Regions from separate parts of the Mus musculus genome. Here region 1 is linked to region 2. The links are chromatin contacts, called in public Hi-C maps. All regions are on one chromosome and are shown on one strand. Each heading gives the region's core, a stretch centred on a gene start, on an enhancer-like site or on the middle of the called end of the contact. The rest is flanking DNA. Distances are from core to core; before and after follow the strand shown.

Region 1 (6,477 bases), core at 3,922-6,421, 480 kb before region 2:
GGGAGAGAGAAGAGAGTGCATTTCATTCTGCCTGATGCCCATGGCAGTGAGAAGAGGGCCTTGAATTCCGTGGAAGTGGAGTAGCAGATGCTTGTGAGCCACCATGTGGGTGCTGACAACTGTACCCAGGCCCTCTGCAAGAGCAGCAAGTGTGCCCAACTATGGGCTCCTCTCACCAGTCCCCTAAGACTTTTCTTCTTTTTTTTTTTTAAGATTTTATTTATTTATTATATGTACACTGTAGCTATCTTCAGACATTTCAGAAGAGGGCATCAGATCTCGTTACAGATGATTGTGAATCACAATGTGGTTGCTGGGATTTGAACTGAGCCACCCTCCCCCTTTGTTTGGTTTCGTTTCCTTTCATATGGGGTTTTTGTTTGTTTGTTTTTTGTTTTTCGAACGGGTTTCTCTTTGTAGCCCTGCCTGTCCTGGAACTTACTCTGTAGACCAGGCTGGCCTTGAACTAAAAAACCTGCCTGCCTCTGCCTCCCAAGTGCTGGGATTAAAGGCGTGCACCACCACTGCCTACCCCTAAAATATTTTCGAAAGGAGTTTAGAAAACTGTAATCTGTTGAGGTTATACATTTATACATGTGGAATGCTCTAGAAAATCCTTAAAGGGTAGTAACAGTGATCAGTTTTCATCAGTAAGACAGACTTTTTTCTTCATTGACTTTTTATTTTCTATTTTAAAACTGAGAAATTATTACAATGTTGAGGGAAAAAATGCTTTAATACTAAAAAAAAAAAAAAACAAAGAAAAACACTGAAGACTGTGTGTGTGTGTGTGTGTGTGTGTGTGAGAGAGAGAGAGAGAGACAGAGAGAGAGAGAGAGACACTCTGATCTTATGAGGCAGTATATTCAGAGGCACATACTTTCAGGACTCTTCATTAAGGCTCTAATCCTATTTCTCTCACCGCAGTGCATGTTATACCACTATGGGCCACTAGAGGAGGATAACTTCAAATGAGACTACCTTTCTGCTCCCTTATTTTTAGTTAACAACATTGTTCTTCGTTGTACTGGCAGTTGATCCCTGACTCTTTCTTACTAGATCCCAGAAGCACCCACAGTAGTACCAGCAGTGCCTCCTTGGTGAGTTCCCTTTCACTAAGGGGCTCTAACGGATAAGATATTTGGAACCAGAGGTGGTCCCAGGGAACAGCCCCCTCAATATTGGATATTGAGTGATCTGGTCATATTATTACCTTGTAACACAATCTTTCTCATTAAGGCAATGGGACATAAGTCTGTGACACGCTGGGTCTTCATGCTTAATCACGTAAGGTGGACTGGGATGAAGAATTCCGGAAGTTCACAGGGAACCAAGCGTAGGTAGCACTGTTGCTTCTGAACCAACTGGAGAGCCTAAGACAATGACAACTGGAGAGCCTAAGACAATGACAAGACGGGCTCAAGTCCAAACCAGAGCTGCCGGGGTAACTACAAACGCTTCACTAGCTTGTTAGAATTTCCCACACACAGGGGCTCAAAACACAACATTGTGGGTTGCAGAATTGTAACTAAAGTAGCATTTGTGTGCTCAGACGCCTCATATGCAAAGATGATTAGTTACAAGAAAGACTTTGCACCTTGGTATGGAGACCACGTACTAGGACTTATGGAAAGCTGAGCTCTTGGGACTGCCTATCTGCCTGTGTCTGAAGAGACTGATATGAAGACCCTACAGTAAGCTCAAGGCCCACCCCAGCTGCTTCTCATTACCTCTAGGACTCTATCTAGATGCAGGTTTGGATTTGTTCTGAGGAACCAGGTACAAAGCCTGGCACAAAAGGAAATAGCTTATACTCCAAAGTAATTGCAAAATGTTGCTCAATTTTAGTGACAGAAACTCAAGTAACACTGATTTATTAGACTAGAGAAAATAGATACAAGGCAGTGAACTAGATAAAATGTGCTGATATGGAAGGATCTGGAAGGCAAAAGTTGTCTATGTTCTTTGCTGATTGAAGAGAACCAGCTGGAACCTACATTCAGTCAGTCAGGCTAACTGCCAGAATCGGGTTAATGAAGAGGGTAAGATCCAAAGACTTAGGGAATTGGAATGTGGTCTGAGTGTTCAACTCCAAGGGTGTAGCCTTCAAGAGAGTTCAGACACAACTCCCCGTGCTGAGGCACTGAGAAATGTGTCAATGAGAGGGTGACAGTGTTCTGTGACGTCTGTCTTCAGTAGGTCGAGTGGTAGTAACCGGTACTGCTACAGAACTGAGCTCCCGAGGTTCAGTGGGAGCTCAGCTTCAGTCTCCCATAGAGACAATGGTCGGTAGGCAGTGGTTGGCTATAAGAAACAAAGTTGCTGCATTGTTTTGACCACTGGTAGCTGATAGATCAAGGTGTCTGGAGGAACTAAATAGGCCACAGCCTATTAAATCATTATTTTGTCTTTTATAGGGACTAGGAAACTGGTTTTAGCACCAATGTAGAGAAATAGTCTTAATTTCCATATTTAAGTTGAACAAGATAGACTCTTAGATGAGCAAAGGACAGTGTTGTTCATCTCTGTCATACACAGTAACAAGAAATTAAAGATTTATAAACTTTGTTTGTGTCTGATCCTTGCCATCCCCAAACATTGCACCATGGTAGTTGAGAAAACAGTGGAAGCAAGAAGTCCAGTCTCTGATCTTTCCACACAATCTGGGATTACCCAGAATATTTTCCCTGGGAGCTGGAATTCATTATCAGCAAAAGCTGGTGCTGGAAGTCCTCTTACGGCTCAGACGAAGATGGAACTTCCATTATACTCTACTGGACAAAACAAGCTGTATGGGCAAATTCCAGGAATGAGGAAATAGAGTCCATCTCTCGTTGGAGAAAGAAGTATCACTAGTCAGGCGTGTGCCCAGGGTGTTGTGATCCATTCATTGAGGCCATTTTTAACAAATTACTGTAGCCTGATGGGAGACATTTCATTTCAGACACGAACCTGGGGCCTGTTTGCCATGTTCACTTTGGGATACCTATGAATGTGGTCCAAACACATAATTATAAACTTGCCTAAAACATTTGTGAGATATTTTTGTAAATTTTATTTTTATTGTACTTATTTATATTTAACTCAATTGTGTGGTTCTCAAGTGTGAACCTTATAAGGTAATGACTTTGTCTCAGAGGAAGAAGATGGAAGAGAAGTCTGGGGTCCAGGTCTGAGACAGGAGTTCCCACAGTCCCTGTTCACATGATCTCCCCAGAATTCTAATGGGTATTTAGCAAAGGGATATTAGAGTAATATAGAAGATGATAGGGGAAAGGTAGTTATTCCGTCCACTTTATCAAAGGATTCCCTCTCCAGTTCATGTCATCTGTCACCCCAGGAACCTTCTAATGCACTCTGTCTCAAACACTGACAGCTCACAGCAAAAATGGCTCTGGAGTTGTTAGTTCCGACAGCGTCCTTTCTGACAGCGCCTCCTACTTTTCAGCTTCTCGAGGTCTCCCTTATAGAACTGACCACTGTTCCCCCACTCCTGGGTACAAAGCTGGACTGCTGTCTCTGCCCTGCCATGGATTAAACATGGGCAAACCACAAGACACAAGGTATTGGTTTTTGGATTTGATTTAATTCCATGTATATGAACATGCTATCTTCAGACACACCAGAAGAGGGCATCAGATCCCATTACAAATGGTTGTGAAGTAGACATTAATTGAAAATGCTTGCTTCTATCTCAGTGTAGTTTTTGAAAATGTCATTTTCAGAACTCTTTTTTTTTTTTTTTTTTACAAAACATTTCTTTTAAAATGTAAGTTGAATTCAACAGCACTAAGGGGACAGCTTCTTTCTTGACTAGAGGGACTCTTAGTTGTATAATATTAACATGTTTCATTGAATGATTGAAATGAATTTTGGTTTAGAATTTGACTCAAAGTATAGTGCCAAGGATGTAGCTCAGTGATAGAGTGCTTTCAAACATGCTTTGTCTAGGACTCCTGGACTGTTTCCTGAATCAAATGAATATCACTTTTTGACAGTAATGGAAAACAGTCTTACAAGACTCTTATAATTAACCCAAGATAGAGCAGATGATTGCTAAAGTAAAGGAGGCAGGGGATGGAGTGCTGATCAGCAGTTAAGAGTCAGCACTACTCTTAGAGAACACCATGACTCCGTTCCCCTTACTCCTGTGGCTCACAGCACCTGGAACTTAGCTCCAGAGAGCCAGATACCCCAGGGCCCTGAAGGCCCAAGACACAGTACACACACACACACACACACACACACACACACACACACACACACACACAGGGCCCTGAAGGCCCAAGACACAGTACACACACACACACACACACACAGAGAGAGAGAGAGAAGGGAGGGAAGGTAGAGAAGTAGAGTGAAAGACAAGCATAAATAGAAACGAGAAGCAATGCTAAGACATTAGGCTCTTGTAGCATAACCAACTGTTCAAACTCCATGAATTTCACATAACTCTCTTAATAATTAGATTCTCATCTTAGTGTAACAATAGCTTTTTAGGGTGGTTATCCCCTATAAGCCTTAAATTTACTTAAAATCAGCTCTCAATTCTGCCTTGCTCAGCACCTGTCTTTTTCTCTAGAGGGCAGCATAAGGCTATGACTGGATTACCATCTAAATTGGGTCACTGTGACCTCAGAAGCCGGAACGAGGAACTTAATAATTCTCACTTGGAGACCTGAGACTGGATAAAGAAAAGTCTATTTACCTCTGCCGGAGAAGAGCCAGGTAGTCAGAGGAACGTTCCGGGCAAACTAGATTTCAAGGCATGCGGTAGAAGAAGAAGAGGTCTTGAGAACAAAGGTCTAGTTTCGAATAAGAATGACTTAATCTAAATGTGTTTTCAAGGAACAGAACCACCTAACCTGAAAATCTCTAGACTGTGTGTGTATGGGGGGTTGTAGGGAGAGTAATAATCAGATAATTGGGTGTATTTTCTCAACGTTAACGTCTAAATGCCTAGAAATTAGACCTGGAGAAAATGGAATCATTATATCCACTCTTTCACAGCCTTGAGGCAGAATTTCCAAGTCAAATTTCCAAGGTGCAGAGGCATTGGGTGGCTTGTTTTGCTTTCTTCTCCATTGCCAGTTTCCTCCTGAGAGCTGGGCATGGATCAGTAAGATTCCTCCACTGAGGCTGCCAGCAAGTCTGTGCCTGATTTGGCAGGTTTCTGAGAGGTACCAAGACTTCCTCTCACAGGGCCTCTAATGGAACATAACACCCTAGAACCAAGCCAGGGACAAAGCCAAGCCACGTTTTCCATATCTGATGCTGAGCCCAGGAGCCATCTTTTCTGCCTAAAAAACTGGGACTAGAATCTTTAAAGTGCTTGTCTAAGGATTTAAGTTGGTCAAGAGAGACATGTCATTCCCAAGACACCTTCTCTATACACACACACACACACACACATACTCACCCCAGTAGAACCATGTTACTAAAATCTTTCTCTTATTATGTCAGTATTTATGACTGATAATTCTCATGAAATCCATTGTATTAGTCAGGGTTCTCTAGAGTCACAGAACTTATGGATAGTCTCTAGATAATAAAGGAATTTATTGATGACTTACAGTCGGCAGCCCAATTCCCAACAATTGTTCAGTCGCAGCTGTGAATGGAAGTCCAAGGATCTAGCAGTTACTCAGTCTCACGCAGCAAGCAGGCGAAGGAGCAAGAGCTCGAGCTAGACTCCCTTCTTCCAATGTCCTTATATTGTCTCCAGCAAAAGGTGTAGCCCAGATTAAAGGTGTGTTCCACCACACCTTTAATCCCAGATGAAAGGCATAGCCCAGATTAAAGGTGTGTTCCTTAACTCGGAGATTCAATCTTCTGGAATCCATAGCCACTATGGCTCAAGATCTTCAAACCAAGATCCAGATAAGGATCTCCAAGCCTCCAGATAAGGGTCACTGGTGAGCCTTCCAATTCCGGATTGTAGTTCATTCCAAATATTGTCAAGTTGACAACCAGGAATAGCCACTACAATCCACCCCTTGTCAACTTGACACAAATAATATCTCATGTTCACATGAAACAATAACAAGGTTGTAAATACGCCTAACATGATATAACTATCCCTCGTACAATCACAAACGCATTAGTAAATTTACAATGGGCATTCATATTACTTTATAATCCTCGTTTCTGCAACTGGTTACGTGGCCTTAATTGGTATTTATAACTACCTTCCTCTACTACCCATTCTGTATTTCCTTCACCTTCAGCCAGCACCTCAGCAGGTCTTGGCTCTTTTCCTGGAGGATTGACCCATACCTTCATTCCTGATGGGTCTGCGTCCTTTGTCATCCTGCTTGGATTAGGCTGTTGTAGTTTCCCATTGACTTTAATCACAGGACATGGTAGTACTAAGAGACGCCCTAAGGGATCTCCTGCACTCCAGACATAATCTTGCTTACCACCATTGTGAAGAGGTAATCCAATTTCCCCATGGTAATCTGGATCTATCACCCCTCC
Region 2 (7,104 bases), core at 357-2,856:
GTCCCAGTGCTCTGTGGTGTCCTGGGCTGTAATATTCACATGTCCTGCTCATTTCTGTTCTTTGTAGCAGGCTAAAGAACCCCAGACCAAACCTGCCTTTAAAAATAGACCTTCTAAGTCACATGTTGCTGGTTCTTTCTACTGCACAGGTCTTATGGTTGGACATCAGTGTGCTTCATCTGGGACATTAGAGTGAGTGCTGGGTTAGAGGAGGGCCATGGGAGCCTCAGGATCTAACACACACACACACACACACACACACACACACACACACACACACACCCTCCTCCCTCCATGCCTGTGCTAACTCTCCATCAAGTTTCTGCCCTTTGCCTCTTAAAAGCAGAGGCGAAGCTAACTGTGAAGTGTGGACAGTCTTGGCTGAGGACTCGCAGAGGTAAAGAGAGCTGCTCAGTTGGAGTGGAACAGAGATGCAACAGCCAGAGGAGCGAGGCTGTGCCTGTAAAATACGAGACCTTCCCACCTCTGACAAACACTGGGGCGGCAGCTGCACCTGTTCGCGCTGGATGCCTGGGAGATTCGCCTGGTTTTATTTTAGCCTGGTTCAAGAGGAGCCGGTGGAAAACTGGAGTCTATCTGGGGAAGGGACTTTCCATGACTAAAGGCAATCCCTGAGCCAGCAACTGGGGATGAAAACAGTTGCAGCTGCTTTCCTGCTAACTCCGGGCAGCCTGCAGAACGTTCTGTGTGTTTGCAGAATGCATGTGTCAGCACATCAAGTGATACTCAAATGTTTCTCCTTCTGAGTGACAGGCACCCTGTCTGAAACTGTGGGAGGAAAGGCAGCAGCTAAGAGACTTTTGTATGTGTGTGTGTGTGTGTGTGTGTGTGTGTGTGTGTGTGTGTGTGTGTGAAAGCAACAGTCAAGCCTAAGAGAGACCACAGAGTCAGGCCTTTAGTCTGTGAATGTCAGCCTACTGGCTGGGTGACCCCAGTTAAGCTGTGGGAACTCCGATTCTCTGTGTAGCTGCACAGCACTGTGCACGGCTCACAGAATGGTAAGGACCCAGGAACATGTGTTATCGGCACAAAGATGGTCCTCAGGACTCACTTTCTAACACCCACAGGGATGTGGACAATAACAGAGCCTTCAAGTGTCCCCAGGTCTCTTCTCTCAGATCCTCCCTGGCAGTCTCCATGTCTCCTGCTCTCATCTGCTGGAGACCCCAGGGTTGGGAGGTCTCTGGACCTTCAGAGGCGAGGCTGAGATCATCATCTCTCCAATCCCTAGGCTCCTCCTTGCCGTCCACCACTGCATTTTTCTCTTGATCCCAACTGAAAATCTTTAATGCTTCCAAAGTTGGGACTTAGTGCAGAGTCTGGCTAAAAACAGCATCAGCCATCTCCACCCTGTATCTCCAAGAAGAGAAAGCTTCAGTTTTCTCTTTTACAGTTCCTGACACCACTGGAATCTGGTGACTGCTATGTGTAGTGTACCCCACACTCTTACCCATCAGCTCAGGGCTCCCACCAGCGGGCAAGCTGGAGGCTCTGCCTGGAGGGAGGGAGCCTCAACCTCTCAGGTACCCAAAAAGGCCCTAGAACAAAAGACAAGTGTCAAGTCAGCCACAGTGACTCATCTCCTGGCAAAAGGAAGAAAGAACACAGCATGCAGATGGTTTGCTCAGCCTGAAGCTGGCCAAGCCTGGCTCACTGTGATTCCACATGGAAGAGAAGGAGACCATGTTGCTTCCTTTGCTTTCTTTCGCTGCTCAGAGGAGACAAGATACGAACATCTCCTCCCTATTAAGTCACCATAGTCAACAAAGCTGAGTGTCCTCTGTCGTTAACACATACGAATTCAGGCAAACTTAGCAAGCATCCCAGAGCTTTTAGAGTAGAACACTATAGTAACGGTTTTAATTTGGATGGGCGTCTACTACTATAGAAATCTTTAATAGTGTTTTACAAGATTAAGTCACTCACACCAACTGAACCAGATAAGTAACAAACAAATGCTACCAAGCAATATCTGAACGTTACCTTCAACTTTTATGTTGGATATTTGTTTTATAAGGTTTCTTTCAAACTATTTGCAACTTCTAACTTTTATTACTCGAACATGCACATACACACGTGTTACTCTGGGTCAGGGGCATGGGAGAGTACATCACATAAGATTATAGCTATACATTAGCTTAGGATGTAGAGGCTGACCGATTATATGGAAAATCCAAGGAAGTAAGGATTGTTGTCACATTGGTCTCAGAAAGGCAGGCAGGCTAAGTACAAAACAAGATAGACGTATTTAGCTTTAAGTGACTCTCTAGTGTATTATTAACTCTGGTTATAAGTTCCAACAAAAGTTCATCTCTTAGAATATAAGAGATGCTTTTATAATAATGCATCTCCACACCCAGCACTCATGCAGGGCAGTTTATATCTATCTGTAATTTCAGATCCAGGGAGATCAGATACCCTCTTCACACCTCTGTGGGTAACTGTCTCAGGCACCTCATGGTATACCCCACCACCATACACATGTATACACACTCAAAAAAGAAATTCCTCACTTCTAGCCTATAGCCTTTGGCTTCTGTGAAGTCTCTGTGACCCAGGGCTCATCAGCTTCACTGGATATAAACAATGGTTAACCACATTGGCCTTTAAGCAACACTACACTTTAGTCAAGAGCTAAATAAAGGGTGTGTGGCCCATCTCTAAGTACATCACAAAAGGAAAAGAGAAATCAGGTATTCAGTTCTATATATCTTACTCTGGGCCCCCTTATGCTAAATCTTGATATTCTTTATAAATAAAACTTTCAGTCCTTTACACAAAAGGTTATCTAAAATGATTCAAAGTATCTTATTTTAGGATAGTGAAATGCCATCAAAGAGTCCGATGTGCACTTTGTGGATTTTATTACACTGCGTATGCAAACTCTCACCTGGTACCAGGCAGGCCTCTTCCATGAAGAGGGTGGATTTTGTCTTCTTTACTCTGCTTCTAGAACACAGGACAACTTTCGGAGTAATCTTCTTTTTAGGGGGCACATTGCCCTTTACTTTCTTCCTACAACTCCTCTATTCACTTCACTCAATAACTGGAAAATATTTGGACTGTGCAGTGGGAAGAACCAGGGCAAAAGACATACAGACTTTTATATCCTGTGCTCTATAATCCAAAGGAGAAGACAGATCAGAAACAAATGATTACCATGTGTTTATTATAAGCAAACAAAGAGTAAAAGAATAGAGTGGCTTCATAGAATTCTTAGCATTTGTCTCAGTCACTGTTCTGTTGCTGTGAAGAGACATCATGACCAATTCTTATAATAGAAAGCATTTAACTGGAGGCTTGTTTACAGTGTCAGAGGTTTAGTCTGTTATTATCATGGCTGGGAGCATGGTAGCATACAGGTGGGTGCTGGAGCAGTAGCTAAAAGCTACATCTGGCTCCACAGGCAGAGAATCAGGGGAGAGGAAACAGACCCTGGGCCTGGAAAACCCACCCCTAATGACATACTTCCTCCAACAAGACCACACCTTCTAATCCTTCTAATACTTTCAAATGGTGCCAATACATGGCAGCCATTCTTAGCTACATGTTGAGATCCTGTGGTGGTAGGATGGGGTGGATGGGAAGAAGATGAAGGGAGATTTTAAAGAATGAGAAATCTTAAAGACATAAAGTTTGCACTAAAAATGGCTCCAGATATGCCTGAGAAATTCCAGTTGACCTTCAAGTGTTAAAATAACATAAAAGATCATGAATGGAATGCTACAGAGAAGGAAAATAACAAACACTCAACTGGAAGATGAATGGAAAACCTGGTTGAAAGTTGTCTCAAACAGTCATGGTTTCCTTTCCTTTCCTTTTTTTCCCCTCCATGAATGACTTCCATGATGTAGCCCAGGCTAGTCTTCAACTCATAGTCCTCCTGGCTTTTCCCCAGTTCTGAAACTACATCCATAAAATCTCAGCCAGTAGCACTTTTTTTTGCTGACTGCCTAATGGGGAGGAACACAGGTAAGATTTCAGCCTAAGATATTCCAAGAAGGCACGTGTATTAGACAGGGTTCTCAAAGGGAGCAAACTGAATAGAATACAAGCACACATATGAGAAGTGTGTGTGTGTGTGTGTGTGTGTGTGTGTGTGTGTGAGAGAGAGAGAGAGAGAGAGAGAGAGAGAGAGAGAGAGAGAAATCTATGAGGGTGGCTTATAGGCTATAATCCAAGTGGTACAACAATGGCTCTCTCAAGACAGAAAGACCAAGAATCTGGTAGTTGTTCAGTCCTTGAGACTGGAAGTCTCCACAGCCCAAATCTGGAGCTGGAATCCTGGAATAGCCCTAGAGAGTCTTCAGTCTACATTGGAATCCCAAAGAAATGGATTCTAACACCAGAGAAGGAAAGTCCCAGGAACAGGACAGATGAACTTGCCAGTGAGAGTGAAGTGAGCAAGCAAAAAGCAAAGTCTCCCTTCTTCCATGCCCTTTTCTGTGGGCTGCCACCAGAAGTGTGGGTCTTCTGACAGCACAAGCATGGTCAACTGTTTGAGTTCATAGTTTTCTCCAGATGCGGTCAAGTTGACAACCAAGATTAGCCCTTGAGAGTACACAAGTGAAGACTGGACACGGAGGGAAACTCAATTGCTTTCAGGGTAACAAAATGAAGAGGTAACATACAAGGGAAGAAAATGGCATAACTTCCTGGACAGCAGTGCACAGTAGTGTTGTGACCAGTAATGGAGAGTTTGCAGACTGCCATTTAGTGAGAACACTATATAAATGTTAGGAAAGAGTGGCTGGACCAAAGGAAGAAGAGCAGACTGTTGGTGCTGAGGTTTTAACATGTTAGGTAGATCTTTGAAAATTGTTTGCTGTTGTGCCTGCATGTCTATCTATGTGTCTGTGTGAGAGTGTCGGATCCCCTGTAACTGTACTTACAGACAGCTGTGAGCTGCTATGTGGATGCTGGGAATTGAACCTGGGTGCTAGCGATTAAACCAGGTCCTTTGGAAGAGCAGCCAGTGCTCTTAACTGCTGAGCCATCTCTCCAGGTCCAATTTGTTAGGTAGACAAAAGTGAAAAGAAAGGCAAGCCCTCGGGATCCTCTGAGCTGAGCATAGAGACCTGCAACTACCCCAGGTGGTATTTTAAAATACCATATGTAGGGCTGGAGATGTAGCTCAGGTGTTAGAGTGCTTGTTTAGTATGCATGGAGCCCTGGGTTTGAGCCCCGGTACTGCATAAAATGGGCAGGGTGGGTACATACTATGATCCCATTTGAGAGGTTGAAGGATGGGAAAGAAAGTTCAAAGTTGAAGAGTTATAGATTTTAGCTCAGCCGTAGAGCATTTGCATAACAATCACTGGGGTTCAGGCCACAGCACTGGGAAAAGGGGTTCAAGGTTATACTTGTATACTGGCTGGTTTGTGTGTCAACTTGACACAAGCTAGAGTCAACAGAGGAAAAGGCACCTCCGTTGAGGAAATGCCTCCATGAGATGCAGCTGTATGGCATTTTCTCAATTAGTGATCAATGGAAGAGGGCCCAGCCCATTGTGAGTGGTGCTATCCCTGGGCAGACAGACAGTCCTGGGTTCTCTAAGAAAGCTATGCAAAGCAAGCCTGTAAGCAGCGCCCCTTCATGACCTCTGCATCAGCTCCTGCTTCCAGATTACAGGTTCCTGCTTGAGTTCCTGTCCTGACTTTCTCCAGCGATGGACTTTACGATCTGGAGCTGTGAGCTGAAGAAAGCGTTTCCACCCTGGTTCCCAACAATAGAAACTCTAAGACACCCTAGTGACACAGCAAGTTCTAGGCCAACCAAGGCTCCAAAAGAACTTCTTACAGAAGAATAAAAAATGATATATCATATGCAGACTAACAGACAAGCAGATGTCCATTGGCTTCTCCCAGCTTGGAATATCATGCCCACAAGAAAGCATCTGTCTTTTCAAATAAACAGGGAGATGTTAACACATAAGAGATGCTGTGGATTAGACATCAATCATTTCATAAGAAAAACGAAATGCCCACATTCAGTGCCAGCAGCGAGCAAAGCTTTTAGAAAGGGGGATATTTGGGTTGGGAGCATCTTAATTCATCATCAAATAAACAAAAGCCACGCCTCCTTGCCTTGGCCATTGCCAGGTCCTCTCCTGCTACAGAACAAATATGCGGCTGGAGTTTGCTCCAGCACTACTGGAACTAGGCACTGGAACTGATGTCTCCACTCCTGACTCCACCCCAGAGCCGAAATGGCAGCAGAACAGATGATTCAGACAGCATCCATCCCTTAGGCACCCTGACGCGAGAGTACAGATCACTGAATCAGATCCTGATACCCTACCCATTTTCCACGTAGAGAAACTGATGCTTAGTGCAAACACTGTTCATTAGGTGAAGGACTGCTGCAGAAACCTGAATTTCCAGTCAGTAAGGTGTGACTCAGGTCAGACCAGGCACAAATTGTACCATGGGGGAAGATCTAACCATTCTCTGGGTGTGTTTCTACACACGCAAGACACACAGCCTGGGACTATATGACTACTGAACATCTGAGCTTATTAACAGAAAGCATGACGCTCAGAAGATAAGTAGTTGTTACAGAAACCCAGGTTACAATGAACCTACGAGGCCATTTGGAGAGTCAGCCAATGAAAGTAAAGTTCTGGAAAGGTTGGGCTCTCCAAACTGGAACAGCAGGACTCACGCAAGGACGACTGCGTGTGTTTCAAAGCAGTGATTACACTTAGCAAAGAGCTGAAGAATGAAAGACTCTCCTTTTTAATGAAAATGCACATGCTATACATTCTCAGGTTATCACTGGTAGTCTACTGCTTCAAAAACAAAACTGAAAATGGGGAGAAAGCAAAGGAACAATGTAGTGGGGTTTCTGACTTAAAACAAATAAATAGATTGGGGGCCTGGAGAGATGGTTTAGCGGTTAAGAGCACTGACCACTCCTCCAGTGGTCCTGAGTTCAATTCCCAGCAACTACATGGTGGCTCAGAGCCATCTGTAATGCGATGGGATGCCCTCTTCTGGTGTGTCTGAAGACAGTGACAGTATACTCACATATGTAAAATAAATAAATAAATCTTTTTAAAAAAAATCAGAGACTCAAATAGTT

What was found. Hi-C and Micro-C count contacts between places; a contact is called where the count stands out from the background.
Region 1: a contact with region 2 is called in a Hi-C map of cerebellum, with 6 times the contacts expected there. The contact joins two enhancer-like sites. A contact is called at or near these places in 20 of 39 promoter capture datasets (the 3T3-L1 cell line, 3T3-L1-derived adipocytes, the C10 cell line and 13 more), 42 of 484 Hi-C or Micro-C datasets (B cells, the Ba/F3 cell line, the C2C12 cell line and 28 more), 19 of 115 datasets of contacts at active chromatin or transcription factors (the 230-238 cell line, astrocytes, cardiomyocytes and 11 more) and 1 of 9 other capture datasets (liver).

Annotation. Positions count from the first base shown.
Region 1 is chr16:44,715,190-44,721,666 of GRCm38.p6, reverse strand. It overlaps Gm30445 (a long non-coding RNA gene), which reads left to right and starts at 1,004. Exons shown (of 2, transcript XR_003951853.1): 1 at 1,004-1,100; 2 at 1,240-2,568. Within about 2 kb of position 5,171, at least 80 of the 459 cell types and tissues checked have an H3K27ac peak or open chromatin away from gene starts, as enhancers often do. A contact at or near this core is called in cerebellar granule neurons, cerebellum, cerebral cortex and 3 more, where this site is marked.
Region 2 is chr16:44,232,538-44,239,641 of GRCm38.p6, reverse strand. No RefSeq gene overlaps it. Among named protein-coding and RNA genes, the nearest start is that of Usf3, 63 kb to the right of the region's middle. Within about 2 kb of position 1,606, at least 36 of the 459 cell types and tissues checked have an H3K27ac peak or open chromatin away from gene starts, as enhancers often do. A contact at or near this core is called in cerebellar granule neurons, cerebellum, cerebral cortex and 3 more, where this site is marked.